Linked DNA regions of Mus musculus: regions 2 and 3 are each linked to region 1. A link is a contact called in public HiChIP or PLAC-seq data. All regions are on one chromosome and are shown on one strand. Each heading gives the region's core, a stretch centred on a gene start, on an enhancer-like site or on the middle of the called end of the contact. The rest is flanking DNA. Distances are from core to core; before and after follow the strand shown.

What was found. HiChIP or PLAC-seq counts read pairs in DNA pulled down with a chosen protein or histone mark.
Region 2: an H3K4me3 HiChIP or PLAC-seq map of stem cell-derived neural progenitor cells shows a contact between it and region 1, with 13 read pairs. The contact joins the enhancer-like site here to the promoter of C030018K13Rik in region 1. A contact is called at or near these places in 1 of 484 Hi-C or Micro-C datasets (bone marrow-derived macrophages), 3 of 115 datasets of contacts at active chromatin or transcription factors (memory CD8 T cells, regulatory T cells and stem cell-derived neural progenitor cells) and 1 of 9 other capture datasets (embryonic stem cells).
Region 3: a BATF HiChIP or PLAC-seq map of CD8 T cells shows a contact between it and region 1, with 10 read pairs. The contact joins the enhancer-like site here to the promoter of C030018K13Rik in region 1. A contact is called at or near these places in 4 of 484 Hi-C or Micro-C datasets (the 3T3-L1 cell line, CD4 T cells and CD8 T cells) and 6 of 115 datasets of contacts at active chromatin or transcription factors (CD8 T cells, the SCID.adh cell line, bone marrow-derived macrophages and 3 more).

What each region holds. Positions count from the first base shown.
Region 1 is chr5:64,474,489-64,479,285 of GRCm38.p6, forward strand. C030018K13Rik (RIKEN cDNA C030018K13 gene) reads left to right here and starts at 2,520. Exons shown (of 2, transcript NR_045413.1): 1 at 2,520-2,744.
Region 2 is chr5:64,706,514-64,711,310 of GRCm38.p6, forward strand. It overlaps LOC105244755 (a long non-coding RNA gene), which reads right to left. Exons shown (of 4, transcript XR_868443.3): 4 at 1,696-1,992. Among named protein-coding and RNA genes, the nearest start is that of Gm26761, 9.5 kb to the left of the region's middle. Within about 2 kb of position 2,863, at least 35 of the 459 cell types and tissues checked have an H3K27ac peak or open chromatin away from gene starts, as enhancers often do. A contact at or near this core is called in stem cell-derived neural progenitor cells, where this site is marked.
Region 3 is chr5:64,659,520-64,664,316 of GRCm38.p6, forward strand. No RefSeq gene overlaps it. Among named protein-coding and RNA genes, the nearest start is that of Gm26761, 37 kb to the right of the region's middle. Within about 2 kb of position 2,717, at least 49 of the 459 cell types and tissues checked have an H3K27ac peak or open chromatin away from gene starts, as enhancers often do. A contact at or near this core is called in CD8 T cells, bone marrow-derived macrophages, effector CD8 T cells and 1 more, where this site is marked.

The sequences.
Region 1 (4,797 bases), core at 1,270-3,769:
CTGGAGCTTATGTAGACTAAATTCACAGAGATCCACTTGCCTCTGCCTCCTGAGTAAGGTATACATAGTCCTGTGTGTGTGTTTTGTACATATGTCCACTTTGCCAGAGATTGGCACATAAATAAATTCTATTTAACATTGCAAATTTTTTGAATTAACTAAGAAACACAAAATGAGTTCTTGGTATAGCCAATAATGTTCCATATAATTAAAAGAATTACCTTGCCTTATAACTCGGTCTACAATCCCACATTTTCCTGAAGGTTCACTGGCTGTTAAAAGTATAATGTAGATCCTTCCAGATGCATAAAAGCACACTGTAGTTTTTGCTTTTATTGGGAACAACTTGAAAGTAATAGTTGTTTTTTTTTTCTTAAAGTGGCATTCTGTATATCAGTCCCTCCCCATCAGGGTGGACAGGGCAGGTCTACCTTGCTCTTACTACTGCTGTGTCACGATCTGTGGTAAGGACAGACATTGTTTGCTAGATGATATTCATAATATAACACTTAGTGTTATGTGACTAAGTGTTATATTCATAATATAACACTTAGATTATGTGACAACCCTACCTTTGTCACAGTGTCTCAGAAAGCATCCTTGTTCAAGGACCACAGACACACAAGTGTCACAAGAACCCAATGTGGGAAGTGGTGGCACTTGATCCTTGGCTTTTGACTAATATAAATACAAACCCCAATGCTGTCAGGAGCCCCAGTCCCAGAGGTTAAGCCTCTGTCTCACTTTGGTCCTTACCTTGTTAAGGCCCCAGTGAAATGGTGGTTCCAATGAAGTGGCAGCTTTAGCTTCTGTTTTCCTCTAGTGAAAACTCCCACAGCACTGGCGGAGAAAGGAAAGGCCAGTGTTCCCATCCGTGTGCTCATGCGCAGACCGGCTCTTAGGTCCTCTGGTGATCCCCGCTCAAGGAATAGTGCCCTGGACAGTGTCTGAGTCTTCCCATGGCAATTCACCTTCACAATCCCTCACAGATGTGCCCAGAGGCTGACCTAATCTAGATAATCCTCACAGGCACGCTCAGGGGCTTATTTTCTAAGTGACTCTGAATCCTGTCAAGTTGACAGTCAATGTTAGCCATCATGTCACATCAGAATAAAGTGGTAACTCACAGTGCTTCACCCTTTAAAGAGAAAGGGAACAGTGGGCTCTCCTGATGGTCAGGCATAGCAGCTATCATGGAGAGGATGGTGGGAAGCACTTCCACTCACAGTGGAGAGCCTTGATGGGCTTCAGTGGAGGCCTGGCTTGCTGTTCTTGGTATAGTCTAGCGCAGGTAATCAGCTGTGCAGCCACAGATTTGTGGCTCATCAGTGTGAAGATTTGTGCCCATCTTTCTGCTCCCATTGCTAACCATATTACCTCATCCAAACTACCCTTCTGGATCAATGACTAGACCGTTCCACTGACTCATGTGCTGGTCCTTGGGCTAGGAGATCAAGGCCACATAATATAAAGCTTAAAATATCAAGAATGTCAAAAGCGGTGCCAAGGTGGACTTTCAGAGGCATCCCAGAAGACAGCAGAATAATGAGCAGTCTCTTTGCAGGCTGGTCATGTGTCTCTGCAGAGAGCATCCTGCTAAACCCTCATCAGGAAACTCCTGTTAGGATTTCTGCAGGAGCGACATGGAGAAACACCTGATAATGGTCTCTGTGCTGGCTAGTTTTTTAGGCCAACTCCAACACAAGGTAGAGTTATTTTGAAAGAGGGAGCCTCAACTGAGAAAGTGCTCCCACCAGATTGGCCTGTGGAGAAGCCTGTGGGGGATTGCCAGGTGGGAGAGCCCAGTTCACTGTGGGTAGTGCCAGACACGGGCTGGTGGTCCTGGGTGCTCTAAGAAAGCAGGCTTAGCAAGCCATAGGGAGCGAGCCAGAAAGCAACATTTCTCCATGGCTTCTGCTCCAGTTCCTGCCTCCAGGTTCCTGACCTGTGCTCTTGCCCCGACTTCCCTCCATGATGGATTTATAAGCTATAAAATGAAATAATCCCCCTTTCCAGGGGATGCTTTCACGGTGCTTTATCACAGTAATAGAAAAGTAACTAAGACAGTTTCTTTCCCAGAATAAACAAAGTACACTTCCGGCTGTCAATTTCGTCTCTTTTTTTTTTTTTTTTTTTTTTGACACCCTGTAACTCAATGACAGCTCTTGAGGATCGATATGGTCCAGTGACAGTGAATTGATTGTTCCAGCAGAGATTTTTAATGAGATTGTTCACACCATTCAGGAGCCGCCATCTCCAGCCGATCCCAGTGACAATGGTAGGGACCCTGTGAATAGAGAAAGCGAAGCAACCTTCCTGCTCATTTCTTTTTGAAAGCACCAAGCCCTAGCAGCCAGGCCTTCTTGTTAATTAGTTGTTAATTATTGGGACAGCTCGTGAAATGGGTTTTAAAGAGCTGGCCTGGTGGCAAAGAAAAGAACCTATCACAAGAGACTGAATTGAAGTGCAAGAAAGGGAGAGAAAAGCTTTTACGTAGTTGACTGGCACCAAGGAAATTCTAGCAACATATCTTTGGGGTGCAAGACGGGAGGTCTTGTAGAAATGCATACAGGATACTGGAACACACGAATTAACAGAAATTCACCATCCTCCTCCTCTATTTTTTTCTAGACTAGAAGACACATGGAACAGAGCAGAGGTGACCTACGTAAGGTCACACTTCTGGCTGGTGTCCTAAGATTCAACCGAATGCAGAGAACTCACTACCATCAGGTCCCGTGAAGGTGAGTGTTGGCCATTTGGCTTGAGTTGTCTATGAATACAGGCTTCTGGCCCACTTATTTTTATTCACCCTCAAGGAGGGCTATGACAGAAATAGGTCAAAGCCACACATTGCCAGATTTAGAAATCTCATGCACCACTATGGCCAAATTCAATGATTACTGATATGTTAAAATTAATGCCTTTAAACTCCTGATAGTGTGTGAATAATTGTGCCATTTGTTCCCCACTCTTGTGGAAAGTTAACTCATTACATGTGTACATTTAGAATGTTAGTTTCTATAACTATCTTGGCATTTAAGTGCATTTTTAATGTTTCTACATTTATTTATTTATTTATTTATTTATTTATTTATTTATTTATTTGTGTGATTGGTGTGTGTGTGTGTGTGTGTGTGTGAGCATACTTTTGGACATGTGCATCACAGTATACATGTGACCATCAGAGGACAACTCATGTGAATCATTTCTCCTGTTTCTACTATACGTGGGGCCTGGGAAATGAATTCAGGTTATCAGAGTTGGTGGTTAGCACCTTTACCTGCAGAGCCAATCTATCTCGTCAGCTTGAAATAGATTTTAGGAAATAAACATGTTTTTCTGAAGGTTCAAAATATACAAAACAAGTGGCTGAGCTTTTTTTGACACCTCTGAGCCGCCTGGTTGGGAGACTATCACATTAATAAGTGATAAAAGCTCACTGAGAATCAAGGCATGGTTTTCTTTAGGCAGAGTACTCTGGGTTTCAGAGTTGTAGAGTTGGCATGATGGACCCATCCATCAAGGGCAAGCAGAGGCTAACTACACACAAGCTACTCTCGGAAATAAACGCTTAGACAATGCCGTTACTGTTTTTATTCTCTGTATTACCCATGCCTATCTCTTCGGGTAGCTCCGTTATAGAACTTCAAACATAGCTCATCCAATCATCTTTTAACTTAAAAAATAAATAAATAAAAACTTGGGGTAAAGATCTCAAGTGCATCTTTATTCTCTGCTGAAAAGCTGCTAAATACAGGAAATAAAATACGAAGTCACCGTAACCGGAAGCTCTGCACTGAACACGAGCGGTGAAAGGGGAGATGGGTGGGTGTTATTCTTTAGGGATGCTCTCTGTCCCGCTCCAGTAGCTCTTTGAATGGTGCTGGGCGTGTCTACCTGAGCACTGTAAGGCAAGGATTTCTTGTCTTATTTCTCTTCCAAGACGTGCTGAATGCCCTCCACGGCTCTCCAACTTGAGATGCGTGAGGATCATCTTATGAACGGACATAGAATGTACAAGCCCCTCAGCCGACTCGGAGTTTCTGACTCACTGAGAGCCCTGGACTGGGCAAGTCTGACAAGCGCTTGACTTTTGTTGCAGGCCTGGGTCCCATGTTCTCATCTCTCTAAGCAGTTGCTTTCATCCCTCCCTTTGGATGGTTTAATTATGAGATGTAGTAATGCAGGTCCCTTTTCAACCCTCCTACCTTTCAGGGTCTGCCCCCTTATCTCTGACAGAGAAGATAGAAGGTAGCTAGGAGAAAACTAAAACTAAACAAAACAACCCCCCCACCCCCACTTCCCGTTCAGCTCTGCCCAGCAGAGGGACCTCTCTCCTAGGCACTCTTACAGCACCCATTATTATTCGTTCGTTAGGAGAAAGCATAGGCCAATTGGGGCCAATCCTGTGACTTGGACTTACAATCAAATGGGTAGATAACTATTTCCAGTTGGAAGCAATGCATAATTACGATGCACAACAACTGACATTTGGCTTGGGCCACCGTTACATCTATAGAATCTCATGGAAAGTTTCCAAACATTCTCTGCCATGCTGCCAGGCAGCAGGATCTGGGTAGCCCACCCGGATGAACACACGGGCGGCTTGCAGCCTGCGGTGGTTCTAGTCGATTGGGCAGCTGTTTTCATGAGTTGAGCATCATTTATGGGGCAGAGTCTCAGGCAGACCCATTGGTAACTATTTGTACTATTTGTGTAATTTTTCTTCTGCAGGATAAAATCACTGTGAACCTCTCAACTTGAAGTGTTCTTAAAAACACCAAATGTCATGAA
Region 2 (4,797 bases), core at 1,613-4,112, 230 kb after region 1:
GAATTCTCCTTTTGGCAGATAGAAAAAAAAAATGGAAAAGAAATGGAATCGTGTTTCCCCTAATTGAGCACCAGAGCTAGAAACCCCATGCCCGGCTATAAAGCACACGATCATCTTTCTCCCACTCCCAACCCACCCCCAGTTCTGCAGAAATGCTACAAACAAAAAGTGTAAGGAGGTCAGGGTGATGACTCTGTGGGTAAGAACACTCCGGCTCAAACAAGAGAAGCTGAGCTGCAAAACTCAGCACCCTGGTTAATAGCCAGGTGTGGCCACACAAGCCTGTAACCCAGGGCTGGGGAGGAAGGGAAAGGGGGATGGGTGTGACTTGCTGGCTTAGGCTAAATCACAGCTTCCAGTCCTGTGAGAGACCCTGTCTCAAGGGAATAAAGCAGAGGCACACATGCACACAGATGCATACATGCATATATACAAACACACACACACACAGTGGGACACACAGACAGACACTCATTCCTTTATCAAATACTTTCAGAGGAATGAAAAAAAAGAAAGGATTCAAAGCCACAGTTTTGCTTGGCTAACTTGCTGTGCCTAACTTGCTGAGTGACATCAGAAGACTTAGTGAGCATCTCTGAGTTCCACCTATTTAATGGGGGCGGGGCAGACTCTGACAAAATTGGCATATAAAATCTAAGGTTCTCCTTAGATTTACAGAATTCTGTGAAAAGGACTTAGAATTCATTGCTAAAATTTTAAAAGAAATAAAACAAACATTCCTGCCACAAGTGGACTCAATGTCTAACAAGCACTTCTCGGACAGCTTTGGTAGCCCACCTTCCTTTAGCTTCCACGGTGTGCCGCCAACCCACGCTGCCAGTCTGCCTCCCACAAGCCACACCACTCTCCCTACTTTCTTATTTGCTCCAGAAGCCTTCGGTAAAAAGTGATACAAAATGAAGGGATTTCTCCCTGACTTTCGTTCCCTGGCACGGTTGGTATAGCTTAGGACCTGTGCGGATGATTCAGCTCTTGGAGTCTTGATAAGAAGTAACGATAGCTGTAGTGTGAACCCGTGCTACTGACACGCTCCTCTCCTACGATTACACACACTTTCGGATTGTGCAAAGCATCCTCTCCAGTGACAGCATCGTTTGTAACAGCATGACTGGTGTGAGAGCCTTGGGCGTGTGGCCCTCTCTTTTCACACTGAGTTATTGAACTTGGTGCGACAATGGTTCAGACACCAATTATCTTCATCTAATCAAAAATACTGGCTATTATTTTGGGGGGTTACTGTGTGGGGTTACTCTAGAGAGTGAGAAGAGTTCTTCTATCCAATGGTTTGAATGGCTTTGACCCTACACCGGGCAACATTAACCAACTGTCACTGGACTCGGAATCCACTGTTGCTCTGTTTACTCGATCAGTACATTTTGGAACAAGGGCGAGCCGCTGGTGTCATTCCAGTCAGTACTCCCAGCTGGACTGTGAATTCCAGGTCAACCTGAGCCGAGTGGTGAGATCTTGTCTCAATAAAACAAAATAAAATAAAATAAAATAAAATAAAATAAAATAAAATAAAACAAACAAAAAAACAGAACAAACAAAATGCCCAGACATAGTCAATTATGTCTTAATTCACCCCACTTCTCAGATATTCAGGAAAAGGCTAAGCATACCAGCTGCTAAAAGAGAAGCAGGTATAGAGGAAAGCTAGCAGGCCTGAGAATGTTGCTTTTTTAAATTTTTAATATCTCAATTATTATCTGGGGAAAGGGGAGAGGGCTGTGTCTCAGCATGCACGGGGGATCTCAGAAGATAGGTACCAGAAGTTCGCTCTCTCTTTCCACCATGTGAGTCCCAGGGCTTGAACTCAGGTTGTCAGCCCTCTTGCTAGCTCTGAATCTCACGTTTGTAGGACGTAGTGGATCACAGAAAAAGCATTCTCATCACCGTGAGCTCTTGTCAGCCAGAAGATGTTAAGTAGTTCCTCCTTGGCCTTTCCATGAAATTTATGAGGGCAGCCTGCTGGTGAGGGAAAAGAGGAAGAATTCTTCCATATTGCCGAACCTTGTGTCTCACCTCTGCTTGCTCACCCCTTCCTACAGTGACCCTGCATGACAAGAAACCTGCATGGAAAGGTTAAGGGTGCATTAAAAGGTATTCCAACCGAGGCAGGTCACCTGTGCGACAGTGAGGGATACCAAGCTTGCCTGGTTATTTTATGGACTAGAGGAGAGAAAATCTTTCCTCCTGTGGTGAAAATGTGGAGGTGGGAGAAATCCATATTTTCAGTACATATTCAGTGATTAAGATGACTTTGCCAGGGTTGGGCGGTGGTGGCGCACCCCTTTAGTCTCACCACTTGGGAGGCAGAGGCAGGTAGATTTCTGAGTTTGAGTTCCAGGACAGCCAGGGCTATACAGTGAAACCCTGTCTCAAAAAAAAAAAAAAAAGAAAGAAAGAAAGAAAGAAAGAAAGAAAGAAAGAAAGAAAGAAAGAAAGAAAGAAAGAAAGAAGACAAGACAGGAAAAGAAAAGAAAAGAAAAGAAAAGAAAAGAAAAAGGAAAAAAGATGTTTGCCAGGTTAATGGTATTAACTTGTTTTACACATTGAGGTTTTCCCCCCTCACAGTTATAATGCTTTGGTTTGTTGGCTTAAAAATAGCATACATTTATGCAACAATACATTTTCCTCCTAAAGTTTCATGTCAATGAACTTAAACTTTTTTTTTTTTTAAATATCATGGTGCTCCATGTTGCCAGACTTCGGGGAACTCAGGGTCTCTTGCTTTCTGCTTGATGAAACTCGGAAACCAAAGGCATTCCCAACCTCCCTGCAGACAAAGGCAGCCATTGTGTGCTCTGTGCTTCAGTGCTTCCACTCTGCCAAGCAGATACAGAGAGCACTCATGCCCTTCCAACTCCCAAATCTCTTGACTTCCTCTTTCTCCTTCTTGTGGGAGAGATGGCCAATAAGCCCCTTGTTTCCAAATATCTGCAGGAACGAGTGGATGCGACTCTCAGCATCCACTGAACCATAGTCCTTTGAGGATACAGGAAGACATCTGAAATCTCAAGATCAAAATACGAGAAGGAGAAGTCTGAGAGCAAATGAGGTGTCATCTATGGAGACCTTCTTTGTAAAACAACAACAACAATAACAAATGACAGGCTCTCTGGGGATAATAGATAGCTTGCTTGTGCATGGGGCACAGATACTTACCAATTCCACTTAACTTTGCCTTTTAAAATGTCTGTATGGCACACTAAACTACATGATCAGGACTAGTGGTCTTCTATACACATTCTGTCTCTGAACTCCCCACTAACCATAGCATCCACTTTAGTAGGAGGCAGTGCTGGGATTCGAACTTGGCTCAACAGATTGCAAAGGTTGTGACTCTTCCTTAGCAACAGATGGTTCCTACAAGGATTCCAGAAACGAGAGAGCCGTCATTTATTATTTTGTTCTACATTCTAAAATGTGTGTGTGTGTGTGTGTGTGTGTGTGTGTGTGTGTGTGTGTGTGTGTAAAGAAGGGGGGAGGGAGAAGGAGACAGAGATTCTACATTAGCAAGAGAACAGCACAGCAGTAAATGGGAACTCCTCTGATTTTCTGACTCCTGTGCTATTTCCCAGCTCCTAAGAGAGAGCGATTAGAGAAACCACACACGTGCTGACAGGGATGACCAAACGCACACGGAAGATAAACATGAAGGGGTGGGGGTGGGGGGCGTGAAAACTGGAAAACCAAAGTAGCCCTTTCTTTTTAACATGTCAGCACATGTCTCAAACAGTGTCTGCCAACCTATAATTTGCTAGCATAGTCCAACAAAGAGGGACTGCCCATGGGCGTAGGACCTTGTCACCTCACCCTTCACCCCTCCCTCCATCAACCCGGCAGAGTTCAGCCTCAAAGATAGGAGTTTAGACTTCGTACCTCTGGACTGGACCTAGGCCAACCCAACAAATAACCCTGGCCTTGGTGTTCACACTCCCCATTGTTACACTGGGGGGCAGGGGGAACTTCTCAAACAGTGAGGTAGGAACTAGGACATCTCTGCCAACTGTCAACAACTAAAAGGCAAGTATCCTGTTCCAGGTAAGAGGGAGGCTTGACCAGGATACAGGGCAAAGTCCCTACAGTGATGGTCTTTGACAGGGAGGGAGCAAGGGAGGCAACTTCATCAACAGAAAGTCCATCTGGAAAGGCGAAATCAGTCACTGAATGTGGTCCAACGAGTCAAACTGAAATTGGGAGTGGTTAATCCTTGTAGGTAGAATATATGTTATTAGCCACTCGGGAGATCAGGAGTGGGTATCAGTACAAAATCAGCTGGCCCAAGGCATGCAAGTCAATTAGCAGGGCCACGGAAGTGACACGAGGCATGAGTGATGCTCAAAGAAGATGACATGCCCTGCCTGTATGGCTGGTTACAAAGCAAGCCTCCTGCTAGCCAAGGAGGATTTTGCAAACTCCTTAGGTGAGCATTTCTTGTTGTGATAAGTGGAAACTACCATAGGAAAAAAACTCTAAACAGAAAGGAGAATTACAAAGAACAGAAATACCCACACAGAGGAATCGCCTTGGAGCCTCTTTGAACTGTGGTGTACTATATTTGGCTCAAGGTTCCATTAAAATCAAGGAGTTTATATTTGGGCCAATAATCAGAGCTCATAAAAATTCACCCTTGGACTGGGGCTCCTTGTGTGAGTGGATCATTTATGGTTTCTGATGGCTGCGAATGCTATCAGGATGACAAGTCGGTGGATATCGTGAGAAGGTCTGAGGATAGCTAGGACAGTGAACAAAAAGAGAAGCAGTCTCAAA
Region 3 (4,797 bases), core at 1,467-3,966, 190 kb after region 1:
ATTACACCTGCTTTCTCTCTTCCTCCCCCCTGATCTCAGCTGATGTTTTCCATTAGCTGCTCACAAGTGAGGCTGGAGGAGGCCAAGAGGAACCCACTTCACCCGTCTCTACAACCACTCTCCCAGGACATAGAAAAGAATGGTGGGGAATGAATCTGATCAGACAAAAGGAAGGTATTACTGTTGCCAAATAAAGGTGACAATAATAAATAATAATAATAATATAATAACAATACCACAACAACAATGAGACATAAGTAGGCAAGGACAGTGATCTGATGGGAAAGGACAATATCGTGTTTCCTATATTGCTGTCTCCTCATTGCCCTTCCATGGACAGGGACACTTCCGCTTTGTGGGCTCTCTCTTCTATGTCTGCTAAGAACCATCACTCACTCACTTGGCTGGTGGCTACATCTGGAACTCTTGCAGAAACCTAAGTTCCAACAGAGACTGGTGGAGGACAAGTCTTACAGAAGTGACTGGAACTTACTGAGACAGCATCATGCAGAGAGTCTCCAGACCCAAAGGCCAGGGATGGCTCTCCCTTTGGTCTGATGCCACAGTATCTCCTGCCTGCGTGGCTGCCTGGTACCACACAGGATAAGAATTTTCTGCATAAGGCAAAAAATAAAATAAGTTGTAGAAACCTTGGCCACCTACCCCTATGACCAGAGCTTTCAGATAGGTAGACTCTCTTGGGCTTTATAGTACAACTCGCATACCACTCAATCCCCTGAACTACTTTGCTTCTTGATGCCTCCTAACAGTCTGAACCCCTACCACATAGGGTGTAACACACTCTCCCATATACTATACCTAACCCTTTATTTCTGTAAATTCTTAAGATCCTATCTTCTACAAGCCTGGTTTACTTGATGTGTGTCCCTTTGCTTAGTGATGTCCCTACCCATCTTTTCTGGTATGCACCATATGAAGAGGAACACACTGCTAGCCCTGGCTCTACCATGAGCTAGTAATCAATATATTTATAATTGTTTGCCTCAGTCTTCTCATCTATAAAATGGGGGGGGCATACCACAGGTCTATTTGAAGAGTCTGTAGGTGGATATACATAGGTCACTGGAGTGAATGTTCTGTAAATGTTAACCATCATCATCACTGGTATCTAGGCTTTCCAAATAGTCCAACAAAGCAGTCCCAAATAAAACCCCTGGGAATTCAGATCACAGGAGCCGTTAAATAGGCACAGAGTGCCTTCTAGCCTCCATATGACAGTCTTCCAAGTTGGAAACAATTAATATGTGAAGCAGGAGAATTCTAAGTTCAAGGCCAGCCTAGGACACATAGTGAGACCCTGATTCAAAACAAATAATACCAAAGGAAAAACTTGGTCATCTAATCCTGCCACTTCCCTGGATGTTTCTATCTTCAATTATCATCCTGACCTAGCTGACTTCTACCAATGATTAGTCAGTTATAGGCCAACTCCATGTAGGTATTTGAGGTTTCATTCTCTAGCTTAAACAATGGCTGCTCTTCTGACCAGTAGCACTAATATGGAAAATATACCTGTCATTAATTGTAAAAATGCTTGCTGACATTTACTGCAGTCTTCCCAAGTCCAGTTTGTATCAGGTTTACTTTTTTATTAATAACTGTCAAAGGACATCACTTTTTCGTAGGCATGTTATTATTGTCAACAAATATGTCAGCAGTCATACTCTCTTGGGCCCAAATCAATCAACATCAGACGGCTTAAGGACGTATTCTCCATCTAACTTCGAGTGCTGCATTGTTAACGCAATGCTGAAAGACAACCTCTTTCTGAGGTGCAAAAAAGATGCTTAGACTAGAACTCAACTGGTTAAAAATTACATCATATTGCAATCACATTGGAAGTAATGAGTAGAAAGAAGAGACTTAGATAGGAAAGCCTTTGTTAAAACGTATCCTGTCTCATGTCATCTAACCCTGAGGAAACAATATAAAATTAAATAAACACATATCCTCCACCAGCTAATGAAGTTTTATCCTCTCAGGCTTCAGATAAACAGATCGCTGTTCATAAATTTTGCACCTTAGAATCTTCCAGCTCCAGGGCTGGAGACCCAGCTTAGCTGGTCGAGAGCTTGTCCATTTTGCATGGAATTCTTGGTTGATAGATAGCACCATAAGTTGGATGTGGTGGTCATGTAATCCCAATCACTCCAAAGGTGAAGACAAGAGAAGAGAAGTTCGGGGTCCTCCTCTGCTACATCTAAGGCCAGCTTGTAATAGATGATAGATAGATGTAATAGTCTCGAAAGAAAACAAAACAAAACAAAACAAAACAAAACTCTATTTTACTACCACCGCTTTTTCTATTGTTGGAAATACTTTTAAACCCTGCAAGAGTTAATTGTGTGACATGCTTCTCAGCAGGGAGCCACCCAAGTAAAAATCCAAGGTGATGGCTTCACAAGGAGACACAGGAACCATGCCCAATTGATTTCCTGGCTGGGAGCAAAGCTCTGCTACCTTTTGTCTCCAGGAACTGTCAGCATCACCAGGTTAAAAATGCATGCTCCCAACTCCGCCCCGTGCCTGAAGATCTCACATTTAGTCAGTTTCCCTTTGTTCTCAAGACCATATCTCCTTTCTGTACTTTTTTTTTCTCATTTGACTCAAATCAGGAAGGATTCAGGTCGTACCTACAACTTCCCCCCATCGATTCAGATAACAAGGAGGGTGTGGGAGTGAGAAGAAATTGAAAGTAGGGAGTGGAAAGTTGGAGCTTTCTGGTGGGGTCACCTCACCAGTCCCTTGGGGAGACGATCACAGTTTGAGTTGCTCGTTAGTAATTTTATTTCTAGGAAGCCTCTGTCTGTAAGTATTTCCTCCATAGTCCCCAGATTCCAAGGTCTTTGTTTGCTGGATAACCTTCCCACCCCTGTGCCTTTGCAGTTCTTACATATAAAACTAAATGATTCCAAGACAGTTTCTATAATTACTTTTAAAAAAGAAAAAAAATCAATAGCTCTCAGAAAACATATTGGCTTGATCTTCTAACCAGACTAGAGATGAAAGACAGGGTAGTTTCAGTTCTCTTGCTAAGATCAAGGCTTGAGGTGTCAAAAGCTCTAGCACTGTGGCTCCCTCCGACAGCTTGTAGCTCTGTGGACCACCTCTGCTTTCATGCAAATGTAACCCGGCCTCATTAGGAAGTATTAGTTCCCGTTTCAGCCTCAAGCATCAAAGCCATTTGTCATAATTGCTATAATTAGACCAGGCTGAAACACACCAATCGAACAGGCTGTTGCTTCGTGGGTGTGGTTGCAAGGGTATCCACGACCTGAAATTCCCACTGTGAGGTACTTTCCTCGAGTTAAGGTGTTGTTTTTCTTTAAATATATGAATATATATGAACATATGTCAGAAAGCATCTCATTCCACTGCTCATTTGCTGGCTCCTCTTGATGTATTTTAATTACTGGAGAAAGAAAGATATTTGAAGCTTCTGTGTCCAAGTCAGGTATGGCTAACTATGGTAGCTGATGGTAAGTTGATTCCTGGGATGCATTTGGTAGAAGAAGAGAACTAACTCCCACAAATTGTCCTTTGCCAAATCCAGGTTCCATATCTTCATTCAAGGCCTTGGCTATCTGCTGATTCCCTCCGCAGCCCTTCTTCCTATCATGGGTGTATGTTCTCTGAGATTATATACTGGATTCATTCTTCAAAACTATCAACTCTCCAGTTCCTTTACAAGTCTATAGAAGTCCCATTTCTTCCCCCTCTGCCCATCTTTTACTATTTTTCTAATCATCCAATAAGGAAAGATGGATTCACCCAGTGGTTCTCAATGGGATGATACCCATCTATGGACATACAACAACATCTAGAAACAAAAGACTGGTATTTTAACACACACACAAATACACACATTTGTCACTTATAAATTTATATTTAACTAACATAAAATATTTAACTTCTATTGCTCAATTTATAAACCATGGAAGGTGATTGCTAAAGGTCTAGTTAGGGAACACATGGTGGCAGGGGAGCACACAGAAGCCTGGGGCACAATGAGGCAGCTAAGAGAGAGACTGTATCTAGAGAAAAGCAGGGCTGAGTTAGATCTCTCTTGCACTGAGGAAGCCTTTCCTTTAGAGCTGCAACACTTGCCTCGGGGAAACCTTTTGTCTCAGACCTATATAACTCGGACAGTGACTTGAATCTGATCAAAGTTATATCAGAGCTCCTTCCAAGACACACATGAGACTGGGTGACATCAGAATCCCACTCCCAAACAACCCACTCTGTCAGCCCAACAGGAGATGTGCCATTGGGTGGGCTGTGCTAGATACCATGTAATTGTTAAGCCCTGGCTGTCATTGTTTGCAGAGACATATTTGACTTGAACACAGGGATCCTAAGTCCTAGACTGACTCCTAAAGCATGACACAAAGAGGCATCGTTCAAAAGGTTCAAAAGAGCAACCAGTTAAAAGGTTGGCAATTCACCAAGCTGCCAACAAGGGAGCCTGCATGGGACAGACCTGGGCCCTCTGCAAGTATGTTGTATTGTGTAACTTGGTCTTTTTTTGGGACTCCTAACAATGGGAACAGAAGCTGTCTCTGACTATGTTGCCTGCCTTTGGCACCCTTTCCTCCTATTGGGTTGCCTCTTCTAGACTTAATAGGAGAGGAGGTTCCTAGTCTTACTGCGACTTGATGTGCCATGGCTGGTTGATATCCATGGGAGACCTGCCCTTTTCTGAAGAGAAAGGGAGGGGGATGGAGTGGGGAGGAAGGGAAGAGGGCAGGGAGAGAGGGATGGGAGGAGAGTAGGGAA